Linked DNA regions of Mus musculus: region 2 is linked to region 1. A link is a contact called in public HiChIP or PLAC-seq data. All regions are on one chromosome and are shown on one strand. Each heading gives the region's core, a stretch centred on a gene start, on an enhancer-like site or on the middle of the called end of the contact. The rest is flanking DNA. Distances are from core to core; before and after follow the strand shown.

Region 1 (5,934 bases), core at 1,653-4,152:
GTAGATAGACCTAGTCCACTCCCTATTTCTAACCAGTCCAGAGAAATGTACAACCCAGGGCCTGAGTAGTGCAAGTCTCCCGGAGTGGGGGAAGTCTAACCTTGAGCAGCTACTATCTAGATCATGAGAACTGGAGACACGTGGAGGATCTAGAAATGGCTGACAGGATCTGAGGCCTCAGGGAATGGACACAGCCTTACAAAAACTAAAGAGAGGAGAGGGAAGTTGGGGAGAAAAGATGGGGGTGACAGGTGAGTGAGCCGGGCTCAGAGGCTCTGCATGTTCTGGCTAGTTGTAAACACTGCTCGGAGCACCTGGGGGAGTCTCGCACAACCAGGGGTGCAGAGGGGATGACTGCGGGGGAAATGCGGGGAAGATGACAGCAAACGATAAATTAGGAGACTACCCTTGGGCTGAGTCCTGCAGAACCGGTGTAAAAGGCTTAAGGCTGGCTGGGAGGCCAGCAGTGCGATACTAGCAGTCTCGACTACGAGGCGACCCGATGGCTTCATCAGCCTTGGAATTCTGCCAGAAGATGGGCGCCCCAAGGGACCAGGTAAAGATGGGTGGAGCGACAGAGAGCGTAGAAAGGACAGGGAGGACGACTGGGGGCTGGACTTGGGACCAGGTGGGCCTCACCGGAAGTACCGATCCTCTTCAGCCTTTTCTCGTTTTCCGAAGGCTCCACCAGCTTCTCGGATGGAGCCAGCGCCCGTATCCATGCTATCCGACTGCAAAGAGAGTCGTGGACGTGAAAAGAAAAGGCACAACAAGGGAGAGAGAACCTGCGCCCCGCGATGGGCGCTGGGCCGTGCCGCCACCTACCGAGTCCGAGACGAAGCCTCGGGTTTGCAGGACCTTCATACCCCAGACACCGAACCGAGCCCGAACTGCCAACGCCGAGCCTGCCATTGTCTTCGGCGTTGCTCAGCTCGCGTTGCGGGCGTGGCTGCTTCTCTCCTAGCGCGCTAACTGCGAGGGCGGCTGAACTGCCAATCTAGACGCCGGGGAGGTGGGACGAGCACGGAAACCGCGAATCAGGAGGGAGGGGGCGGGGCTTATGATATCTGCAGCGTTTGTTGAGAGGGAGGCGGATTTATCCCTTAGTTAACAGTTAATAAACAAGGCTCTAACGCATCATGACCCAGGAGTCTACAGAGCGAAGTCAAAAGATGAATCTTGGCTTTTGGTCTCTTTAGAATGAGGCATTTCGTTCACTCCCACTGCACAATTTCCGTCCAAAGGTCGATTTTATTAAAAATGTACACGATGGCAAGCCCTATGGACATGAATAGATTGGGGAAACACAAAGTTTGTGGTAGCCATGCCTAGGATGCCGACAGCCTGGATATCGACCTCAAACCTCTGTTTATACATATGAAATCGTGTTTATCTCTTAAGAGGTGTTCTTGTTCTTTGGTTATATTGCCACTGCAGTGCCTTCTCTCACCTTAAATGTCACTTTCTCAGAGAAACCCTTCTTTGACCTTCCTAGTCATCCTGACAGCAATTTTTTTTTATCCTTGCTTCTGAGTTCTTTCTCACAGTTTACTTTGTGAAGCCATCAGAGCCTTAGTAGGTAGTGAATTAGTAATTTTGAACTGTATCAATGTGTCGGTGAATGGACCTAATAACTTGGTGACGGGCTACAAGGACACTGAAAAGAACATCAAGCGAACTGGTGGTACAAACCTGTAATCCCAGCACTCCTGAGGCACACAGGAAGAGCTTAATCTAGCTTAATCTAGCCTATTCGACAAAGGGAATTCTGGGCCAGCCAGGGCTTCATAACAAGATCCTGTTTTCAGAAACAAACGAATAAACACCCACACCCCCCCATACACTCCCCCCCCGCACCCCCCCCGCCCCCCACACATAGGGCTAGTGCTGGGCCCCAATGGTGAAAGGAGAGAACGGACTCTTGAAAGTTGTTCTCCCTGACCTCTCCATGTGCATTGTGACACTGTGCCCCCACTAATAAGTAAGTATAATTTTAAAAATTAAATAACAAACTCCAAGCACAGATCCTTATACATGCATGCTCATAATTGCTTCCATCCCATTTTCCGATTTTGTCCCTACCTCAATGAGATCTGTTGTAACTCGGGATGGCCTCAAACTCGCAGTGAAGAAGCCAATTTCTCATCTTTCCGTCTCCACCTCCCCAGAGTTGGGGTTACAGGCATATGTCCAGCTTCATAATACTATTTCACAGTGGTCCAAAGGTGAGAAGACCCCAAATGTTGAACTACTGAAGAGGTCAACAAATCATAGCATAGACATACCTTTGAGGAATTGGATGCCACCATAAAATGCAGTAAAAAAAAAAAAAATTTTTTTGACAGTTTTTTTTTCACAGGCCTGGCTGTCCTGAAACTTACTATAGAGACTAGGCTGGCCCCAAACTCAGAAGATCTGCCTACCTCTGCCTCTGGAGTACCAGGATAGGCTCCACTGGGATAAACTCTTAAAAAACTGGTACATGGTGGTTACCCAGGCCAGTTCCAGCACTCCAGGGAGTCATGTAGATCTCTGTGAGTTTGAGGTCAGCCTGGTCTACAGAGAGAATTCCAGGACAACCAAGGCTACACAGAGAAATCCTGGGTCAAAAAAACCAAAAAACTGTCACATGAAAAAAACCTAAATAAGAATTGTATAAGTAGATTCCATCCATGGGAAATGTCCAGAATAATAATAGGTATATCCAGAGACAACAGATTTCTTTCTGTCAGAGACTGGAGACAACCAGGGCAACACTATGAAACTTTATCCTTATTCTGAAAAACCAAAACTAAAACCGAAAAAAAAAAAAAAGAGGTCTCGGCCCCTTTAAGTTCAGCTGGCGGGCGGGGAGTCCGGGAAGGCGGGCTTGGGTGGTTACGTGAGGCTGCGCTTGCGCAGAACGGTCACGTGGTGGTTAGCCGGGAAAATGGCGGCTTCGGGAGAGAGTGGTGCTTCGGGTGGCGGAGGCAGCACAGAGGAGGCATTTATGACCTTCTACAGTGAGGTGAGCCCGGAGTAAGGATGGTGGCCTTAGGACGACCGTGCTCCGGCTTCGTCCGCCGCGGCTGGGGCCGGCGAGGCGCCTCCTGGGACCGTTGGCCCGCGCCGTCTGGCCTGGGGACTGCGGATCGGCTGCGGAGTGCATGCGCGACCGCCACTGTGGCTACTGAGGTCCCCGGAACGCGGCGGGGCGGCTGGGCCTGTGGACCCAGACCCGGAGAGGGGCCCGGCGAGCTGCTGGTCGCGCGGTGCAGCCTGCTGGCGGTGGAGTCTCCGGCTGGCGGAGGCCGAGCTGCGGCGCACCCACTTTTATTTGTAAACAGGAAGGAGGCCCTTGTCCCACTCCTCTGCCATGAATTGTGCGAGTGGCGATTTCTGCGGTCTTATCAGTGCTGAGCACTGTTCATCGGGACAAGAATGCGTATGTGAACCCTCCATCTTTAACATGACGAACCTCTTAAGAGGGTGCATACGTTCTTGGTGTCAGGTAGGACAGGAGTGAACTTGCTCTGAGCCTTGTTGACATTTGCATCGCCAGTGCCTAATGCGTGGTGGATGTTTCGCATATATCCGTTGATTAAATGAATGAATAAACTGAGTTAAAGTTAGCTATCTGGCGTCAGAGGCCCACATATTGCGTTCTCGCAAGGCAATTAGCCTAACTGCTGTTGAAATTTCAAGACATCAGTTCCCACACTGGCAAGTTAACATTGTAAGAGTTTTCACGACGATTAAAGGGTTTCGTGTATAAAAAAGCAGCTTGAAAATTATAAAGCAGTCGTTTTCGAATTAAGTACTTTCTGGTAGCCCAGGTTGGACCCTCTTGCTTCAGCCTCCAAAGTGCTGGGACCAGAGCCATTATCTCTTGTGCTTATAAGAATACTTGTAAGCCGGGCGATGGTGGTTCATGCCTTTAATTCAGCACTTGGGAGGCAGAGGCAGGCGGATTTCTGAGTTCAGGGCCAGGCTGGTCTATAGAATGAGTTCCAGGACAGCCAGGGCTACACAGAGAAACCCTGTCTCAAAAAACAAAAACAAAAAAAAAATTTTTTTTTTATGTTAGGAAATATTTTTTTCCTTCACATTGTTAGCATATTTTGCATTGCTCACAGTTGGAGAAATTTTGGTCCATCTTGGTGGAAAATGGAGGCAGGGCAGTTGACATCCTCAGGCAGGAAACAGAGAAGAAAGGCCTGTGCTTCCCGGTGCAACATTGACAATCAGCACGGACTCTGATTTAGCCCTCTTGTGTTTTTATTATATTTTTTTAAATTTAGTTTTGGCTTTTTGAGACAAGAGTTTCCCTGTACAACCCTAGCTGTCCTGGTGCTTTGTAGACCAGGCTTGCCTTGAACTCACAGAGATCACCCACCCGTGTCTGTCAAAGATGGTTGCCGCCATCACCCTGCTTGTCCTTTTGTTTTTAAGACAAGTACCCAATGAAGCTTAGGTGGCTTTACTCACTTCGCAGTGTAGGCTGCTTGGAACTAGGGCTCACTCTCCTGCTTCAGCCTCCTAAGTGCTCGTGTACAGGAATGAGCCACCACACCCAGCCGTTTTCTTTTGCCAAGGGTCAAACCCAGGATCTTGTGCATGCTAGGCAAGAACTCCACCAACTGAGCCACCTCGTAAGTCCTTCATAATGGTGTTGAATGTTGCTCATAGGTCATGGTTCAGTGTGCATTTTGCCTTTCAAAATGAAAAGAAAAAAAAAGATAGATTAATTGTACCCACATGCAGCTATATAGGTCTCTGGTGGTAGTTGTGTTTAGTATCTGGGAATCCTCTCGACCTCTGATTGTGAGTCAGACATAGGGTAAATTTCTAACAAGTTAGGTAATTGGAAACCTCACTTTCTGTAAGCCATAATTTCCCTATAATGGGATAATGGGGGCTGGAGAGATGGCACAGCGGTTAAGAGCACTGGCTGCTCTTGCAGAGGTCATGAGTTCAATTCCCAATAACTGCATGGTAGCTCACGATCATCTGTAATGAGATCTGATGCTCTCTTCCGGCATGTGGGTATTCATGCAGATAGAGCATTCATATTCATAAAACAAAATAATTAAAAAAAATGTGGAGTGGCTAATACTCCTGGAGAGAAGTGTTTACATAGTAAATGTGAATTTTACAGATTGCATGTAGCGTACATGTATACACAAATGGGCACAGAGGTCATTGTCATATGTTTTTCACTGTCCATATTATTCTTTTAGACAAGACCTGTCACTGAACCTGGAGCTCAGCAGTTTAGCCGGGCTGTGCAGGGTGTGAGCTCTGGGGGCCTCCCTGTCTCCTCCCTGCCCAGCTCTGGGTTTCCAGGCGCACGCGGCCATGCTTAGCATTTACGTGGAGATCTGAAATATCATTGTAAAATAGCTACGCCGCTGTGGTTGTTCTCCAGTTACCAAAGTGTCTTGGACATGGGAGATATAAATCGTTGTCTGCTGAGCATTTTAGCGTTGTGTTAAAGTAGATATATTTAGCTTATTCTTACTAATGGGATTACCAATTCTTTTACTTTTAGGTGAAACAAATAGAGAAGAGAGATTCAGTTCTAACATCCAAAAATCAAATTGAAAGATTGACTCGTCCTGGTTCCTCTTACTTTAATCTGAACCCATTTGAGGTGAGTAGATTGTTACTGTAGAGTTTGGTGGGAGAGCTTTGCATATGACAGTTATGTACGAGTTCGTTATTGTTGCTGTAGCTTCTATGGTGGACAGCTTTCCATACGTATACGTAAGTAGGGTTGTTTGTTTGTTTGTTTGTTTTGAGACAGTCTCATGTATTCAAGGTTGGCTTTGAACTCCAGATTCTCCTGCTTCAACCTCCCAAATGCTGAGATTGTGGAAATGAACCAGCATACCTGGGTTTTTTTGTTGTCTTAGGTGTATTTATTATATTTATATGAGTACACTGTAGCTGCTT
Region 2 (6,031 bases), core at 1,780-4,279, 180 kb before region 1:
CTTATAAGACCTTGTATATGACTGGGTAGTAGTGTGGCACACCTTTAATTCCAGCACTTAGGAGGCAGATGGGAGTTTGAAGCCAGCCTGGTCTAGAGTTCCAGGTCAGGACTACACAGGCTATTATAGTTTATTATAGAACTAGACATTTATAGTTCTGTGCTCTTTACTGCTGAGCCATCCCACCCACTCTATCCAGTTAGGTGTGTACCAATTACGACTGCTAAGATTCCCTATCTTTTGCAGAATTTCACCATGTAAACCTAGAAGGCTTTAAATTTGACAGGTCTGCTCTAGAGTTTAGGAACTAATCTTTCCTACTAATTTAGGGCATCGCGCACTCTAGGCAAGCACTAAGCTATACTCCCAGCCCTGTGTCAAACAGTGAATTGTAAGCATGTTGTATACATGGGTAGGACATCTGAAGGTCACCAAAACAACCATTAAATTTTGGCAATCAAGGGTACTTGCACAAGGGAAGAAATAACACTCTGAAGCACTTGGCCATGGTAGTGGCAGGCAGCTCATCACAAGTGAAGAAACACAGGCAGAAATTTCTGCTGTACCTGGAAGACCAGGTACAAGAAACAAGGGCAGGTGAAATGGCTTTTTACTTTAAAAATCAGAGGTCTGGGCTGGCAAGATGGTTCAGCAGGCAAGAGCAGCTCTTCTGAAGGTCCTGAGTTCAAATCCTAGCAACCATGTAGTAGCTCACAACCTAAATGGTATCTGATGCCCTTTTATGGGATGTCTGAAGACAGCTACAGTGTACTTTCATATAATAAATCATTCTTTTAAAAAAAAGTAGACCTAGGGGCTCCACTAGCCAGTCTTGCAGCTCCATTTTGCTTCACATCCCTTCTGGTCTAAGTGCAAACACTCCCCAACCCCAGAGGCCACCAATTCTCACACCCATTTTCAAGAACAGGGAAACACAGCATCTCTAAGGCCTACCTTCAAGGTATCTCCCCAGTGGCCCCATCACTGAGGGTCTTAACTTTTCCATGATCAAGGCAGGCAGCAGAGTCATCAATTTTCCATTATGACCTAGGGACCAGTCTACCTCATATCATAAGGCCCCTGTTAGGCCTATCCATGTTGAACTGCTTGGGACTAACTTCCCACATAACTCATCCATTCGACCAGTTTCCTATCTCACACTCCAGAGCAGAGGAAGGAACAATCTTAGTATTTGGAGGGACCAAGCACTCACTCAGGGTTTATCCTGACCCACCTGCAGCCTTCTGCTCACACACACACATTAAATCACAGGAAAAGACATTCAAATGCTTTAATTCAGATTTTAACTTATGACAATAATCTTACAGAGAATGTGGGAACAGAAAAATGACATATATGGTTTATATAATATGGTCTGGGGGAAACCTGTTGGGACCTCAAAAAATGAGAACCATGGTGAAGGTTCTCAAATCTAGACATAACCTATCAAAAGAAATGTATTTACCAGAGTTAAGTAGGCAGAAAAGCTTGCCCCAGCTTCTAATGGCCGAGGCTGTAACAGACAAAATTTTAGCACGCTGTATATAATAACTATTCAGTAGGTGCCCCCGCTGATTCTCTTCTTTCCTGGAAGAGGGGAAAAAAAAAACAACACAAACATCAGGTTCCTAAAGTTGACATACCAAAAGCCTTAGGAATTTAAATTTTTGTTTCCTGCATGGTTTGTCTCCTCAGTCATGGTCCACGGGACTCTGAGAAGTCGTAGGAATATGCAGGCGCAGACTCGAAAGCCCAGCTTCATCTCCAACGTTGTGGAAAGGGACTGTACATCACCGGGCAATGCCCTAAGCTCCCGTTCGCCACTAGGACAGAGCCCGGGGAGAGTGACCTCCCGGGATATCCACGTTGGAATGTCTGGTTAGCACCCAAACGTTTAGTCAACTTCAACAGGCGACTACACCCCCCCCCCCCACACACACAGTGTATATCACTAATAACGTACACATGGAGCAGAAAGCACTAAGCCAGCCTCAGGGTGAACGTACCTCCATCAACAAAGTACCTGAAATCATTGACCGGGTCTGCAAGAGAAGACTTTAATCAGTAAGTTAAACCCTTAGAGTACTCGGACGCACCCCCAGATTGCATGACTTAAAAAACTGTTTCCTGCATGGTTTGTCTCCTCAGTCATGGTCCACAGGACTCTGAGAAGTCGTAGGAATATGCAGGCGCAGACTCGAAAGCCCAGCTTTATCTCCAACGTTGTGGAAAGGGACTGTACATCACCGGGCAATGCCCTAAGCTCCCGCTCGCCACTAGGACAGAGCCCGGGGAGAGTGACCTCCCGGGATATCCACGTCGGATAGTCATGGTAATGTCTTTTTTTTTGACAAAATGCCACAGGGTCCTTTTGCCAGACCTCCAGCTGGAGGAAAAACCCCAAAAACGCCTGTCTCCAGAGTGCTGTGACTACAGACTTCAGCCACCTTTTCAGATCTTGAAGCAAACAGAACACAACACCCCCATCGGAACCAAACTATCCAGAAATTATCTACCTAAAAAAGGGTCCTCTGAAAAATGGGAGATTAATGAACAAAAAACTGCAGAAATCCCGTTACAAGGTGAAGAGAAAGTATAACTGGGAAGCAAGGCGAAATGATTAAGTTAAAACCGAACGCTGGAAGGCGGCTAACACTTCAAATCACAAGGCAGGAACCAAAGACCCTGTCCTCTTAAAGTGAACATTAAAGGAAAGTGCGTAGACCAACTCAGTCTCCCAGGCAATAATCCTGCGAGCGTTGGGATCCCCGAAAGAAAACGGTTACTGGGCTCGGAGGCGCGTGACCTCACGCCATGCTCGGCTAGTGAGCCCGGCCTCCCACACCGGGTCCGCCCAGCCGCGACCCTGCCTGTCTGCGGAGCCCGTGCGGGACCGCGCGGGCAAACCCTCAGCAGCCGAGAGCAGCGCACTGTACTCACCAAGAACAAGCACACCAAGAGAGCGACGCCTAGAGAGACAGACCCGCGCCGACGCAGCCATATTTATACCTTAAGTAACGCCCGGAAGTCAGGCGTGGTCGACTATGCCTGCGCCTGCGCAGGGTTACGCTCACTTAGAAGCATTGGAAATGCGCTAAGGCTGATGGGATCGAGAACTTTTACCCTACTAAGGTGTTGGCGGTCTTAGCGTGAAATTGTTGAGCTTGTGAGGTTTGTCCTCTCGGCCTGGATACACTGGTATATGCAAAATGAAAAAAAAAAAAAAAGCCTAGAGAAATATTTTCTAGATTCCAGAGTTTGAATCTACTTTGTTTGTGGAAGGAACAGTTGATACAGAACATAGATGCTACAATTAAAAACTTCCCATGGAGGGGGCCTGAGAGGTGGCTTAGTGGTTAAGATTCCTGGTTGAAGGCGGGAGGGTGGCGCACGCCTTTAGTCCTAGCACTCAGGAGGCAGAGGCAGGCGGATTTCTGAATTTAAGGCCAGCCTGGTCTACAGAGTGAGTTCCAGGTCATCCAGGGCCACACAGAGAAACCCTGTCTCGAAAAAACAAAAACAAAACACTAATGCTGTTTCCCAGATTTTTAAGACATGAAATTAAGCCTGATGAATGTTGTTGTGAAATATTTATTTGAAAGAATGGCTGTCTGGGCGTGATGGTGTAGGTTTTTCTGTTTTGTTTTTTGAGTCAGGGTTTCTCTGTATAGCCCTGGCTGTCCTGGAACTCTTTGTACACCAGGCTGGCCTCGAACTCAGAAACCCGCCTGCCTCTGCCTCCAGAGTGCTGGGATCAAAGGCGTGCGTCACCACACCCAGCTCCCATTGAGCCATCTTGTTGGCTCTGCCCTCTCCTTTCTGACATGGTTTTTCAGACCTCAGTCTCTCTCCACGAAAAACAGTGGGCAGTGTGAACCTTCAGAACAACCTTCTGGAGATGTTTTAACCCCAAAGCTGCAGGAACAAGGGGAGACCTAATAATCTGGACCACGGGAACATGGGATCAGAGAAACATCCAACAAAAAGTTCTGACTACTGGTTTCTTTTCACGCTTAGGGAAGGGTAATGTGCCAAGTGCCAAGCAGCAAATGAGTCACTGCTGAGGTGCCCTGGGCAGAAACTGGGCAGCCTGCCAGAGAGGACAGGCAGTACCAGCCACTCTGGTGACACCAGCCTGGTGACACCAACCTGAGGTTCATTCAGCTGTGGGCCATATTGAGTTAATCCTTGTAAGGGACTGTTGAAACTCCTTGTTCTCAAACATATGTAAAAATGGCATTTGTCAGCTGGGCGTGGTGGCACATGCCTTTAATCCCAGCACTCTCGAGGCAGAGGCAGGCAGATTTCTGAGTTCAAAGCCAGCCTGGTCTACAAAGTGAGTGCCAGGACAGCCAGGGCTACACAGAGAAACCCTGTCTCAAAAAAACAAAAACAAAAACAAAAACAAAAAAAAAAAAAAATATATATATATATATATATAGTATTTGTCTTGACCTTTAAAACAAAAAAACAAAAACAAAAAAAAACAAAACAACAAAAAAAAACAGCCGTGAGTGGTGGCGCATGCCTTTAATCTCAGCACTCCGGAGGCAGAGACAGGCGGATTTCTGAATTCGAAGCCAGCCTGGTCTACAAAGTGAGTTCTAGGACAGCCAGGGATATACAGAGAAACCCTGTCTCGAAAAACCAAAACCAACCAACCAAACAAACAAAAAACAAAAAAAAAAAAACCAACCCTGACCTACACAATCTCATTTTCCAGACAGGGTGGGGAGTGGTTAGGCAGGTGAGGCACCTAGTGGAGTTACCAGACATAGGGGGTTCCCAATACTCCTCTCTCTGCAATTTAGAGAGAGGGGCCGGGGAATGAATATCATATACCCTGGGCTATGCTGGCTGGCTTTGAATTTGTTATATTATTCAAGATGACCTTGAACTTCTGACCCTTCTTGGCTTCAGAAGCACCCACCGGGAACACTTTGTCTTGTTTGATGCTGGGAACTGAACACAGGGATCCCAGGCAAGTGCTCTACTGGGCTATATCCCAGCCCTGTGATTTTTGTTTGTTCAGAGAAACAAACAAACATGATAGTTTCACTTCTGGCTACATTTAACATTATCATTTATCTTCTTTTTATTTGAAGTCGTTAGCAGTATTTTGGGTGTCACTTTTAAGTTGTTTTAATCTTCTTGAATAAAACAAAAGACCAGAGGTGAGGGATATGGCTTAGGGTGACTGTCTAACATGCATGAGGCCTGAGCTCAATGCCCAGCACTAAAAAAGTAAAAAGTAACACAAATTCAGTTTTTTTGATATTCTAAAATACTTTAATAATTAAGATTGGTAGGAAGGCTGATATACAACGTAATTATGTATTTTACAGGATTCTGTACAGTAGGGAAGCATCTTAACATGCGACAGCGAGGCTTTAAGTCCTTTACATTAGGACTGTAAGCTTCCACTTACAGAAAGAAGACACATAATCAACTTTTATATACATAAAAACAAAACCACTGCCTAGATGCAGCCCTAACATATCCTGCTTCAGAAGACAGATGAGATGAACAGAGTCAGAGCCCTTGATGGCACACACAAGCAGACGGGAGCTCAGGATTGGCACGTGAGGGAGAACAGCTGAGAGAAGCCGTTGCTGGCCGGCAGGTATGGTGGGTGCATCTGTGAGCCCTGTACTCGGGAGGTGGAGGCAGGGGATCCTTGGCTACATAGTGAGGCTACATAAGACCCTGTCTAAAAAAAAGGTTACCACACCCCAGACAGCACAGGCATATGCAAAGTACTCTCTAAACCTGGGACAGAGAAGGAGAAACGGGGCGGAGCAGGGTGGAGCAGGGCGGAGCAGGGGCGGAGCAGGGGCGGAGCACCGGCCTTGCTTGTGAGAACTGAGCCTTGGTCAGGATGTAATCGCAAAGGTTAGCAGCTCTGGCAACCTTGTATCTAGACAACTCACAGACTTGACAGAACTGTTGTTTTCTCTTCCTTTACTCAAGCAATATCAAGGTTTGAGGAGATGGGGACGGAGTGGGAAGGAGTCTTTGTTCCATAGACAGA

What was found. HiChIP or PLAC-seq counts read pairs in DNA pulled down with a chosen protein or histone mark.
Region 2: a contact with region 1 is called in an RNA polymerase II HiChIP or PLAC-seq map of embryonic stem cells, with 28 read pairs. The contact joins the promoter of Snhg3 here to the promoter of Dnajc8 in region 1. A contact is called at or near these places in 11 of 39 promoter capture datasets (the C10 cell line, the HPC-7 cell line, cranial neural crest and 7 more), 1 of 15 datasets of contacts at CTCF or cohesin (large pre-B cells), 14 of 484 Hi-C or Micro-C datasets (CD4 T cells, DN3 thymocytes, the G1E-ER4 cell line and 7 more), 23 of 115 datasets of contacts at active chromatin or transcription factors (the 230-238 cell line, the SCID.adh cell line, bone marrow-derived dendritic cells and 12 more) and 3 of 9 other capture datasets (adipose tissue, liver and pancreatic islet).

Annotation. Positions count from the first base shown.
Region 1 is chr4:132,532,657-132,538,590 of GRCm38.p6, forward strand. It overlaps Dnajc8 (DnaJ heat shock protein family (Hsp40) member C8), which reads left to right and starts at 2,903. Exons shown (of 9, transcript NM_172400.3): 1 at 2,903-3,007; 2 at 5,531-5,632. The coding sequence starts at 2,930. Atpif1 (ATPase inhibitory factor 1) reads right to left here and starts at 2,758. Exons shown (of 4, transcript NM_007512.4): 1 at 2,083-2,758; 2 at 826-1,279; 3 at 640-731. The coding sequence starts at 912.
Region 2 is chr4:132,350,657-132,356,687 of GRCm38.p6, forward strand. Snhg3 (small nucleolar RNA host gene 3) reads right to left here and starts at 3,030. Exons shown (of 3, transcript NR_003270.2): 1 at 2,941-3,030; 2 at 2,007-2,042; 3 at 1,277-1,587. Snora73b (small nucleolar RNA, H/ACA box 73b) reads right to left here and starts at 1,870; the gene lies at 1,666-1,870. Snora73a (small nucleolar RNA, H/ACA box 73a) reads right to left here and starts at 2,323; the gene lies at 2,119-2,323. It overlaps Phactr4 (phosphatase and actin regulator 4), which reads right to left. Exons shown (of 13, transcript NM_001161797.1): 13 at 5,267-6,031. RefSeq lists a cis regulatory region at 2,769-3,288.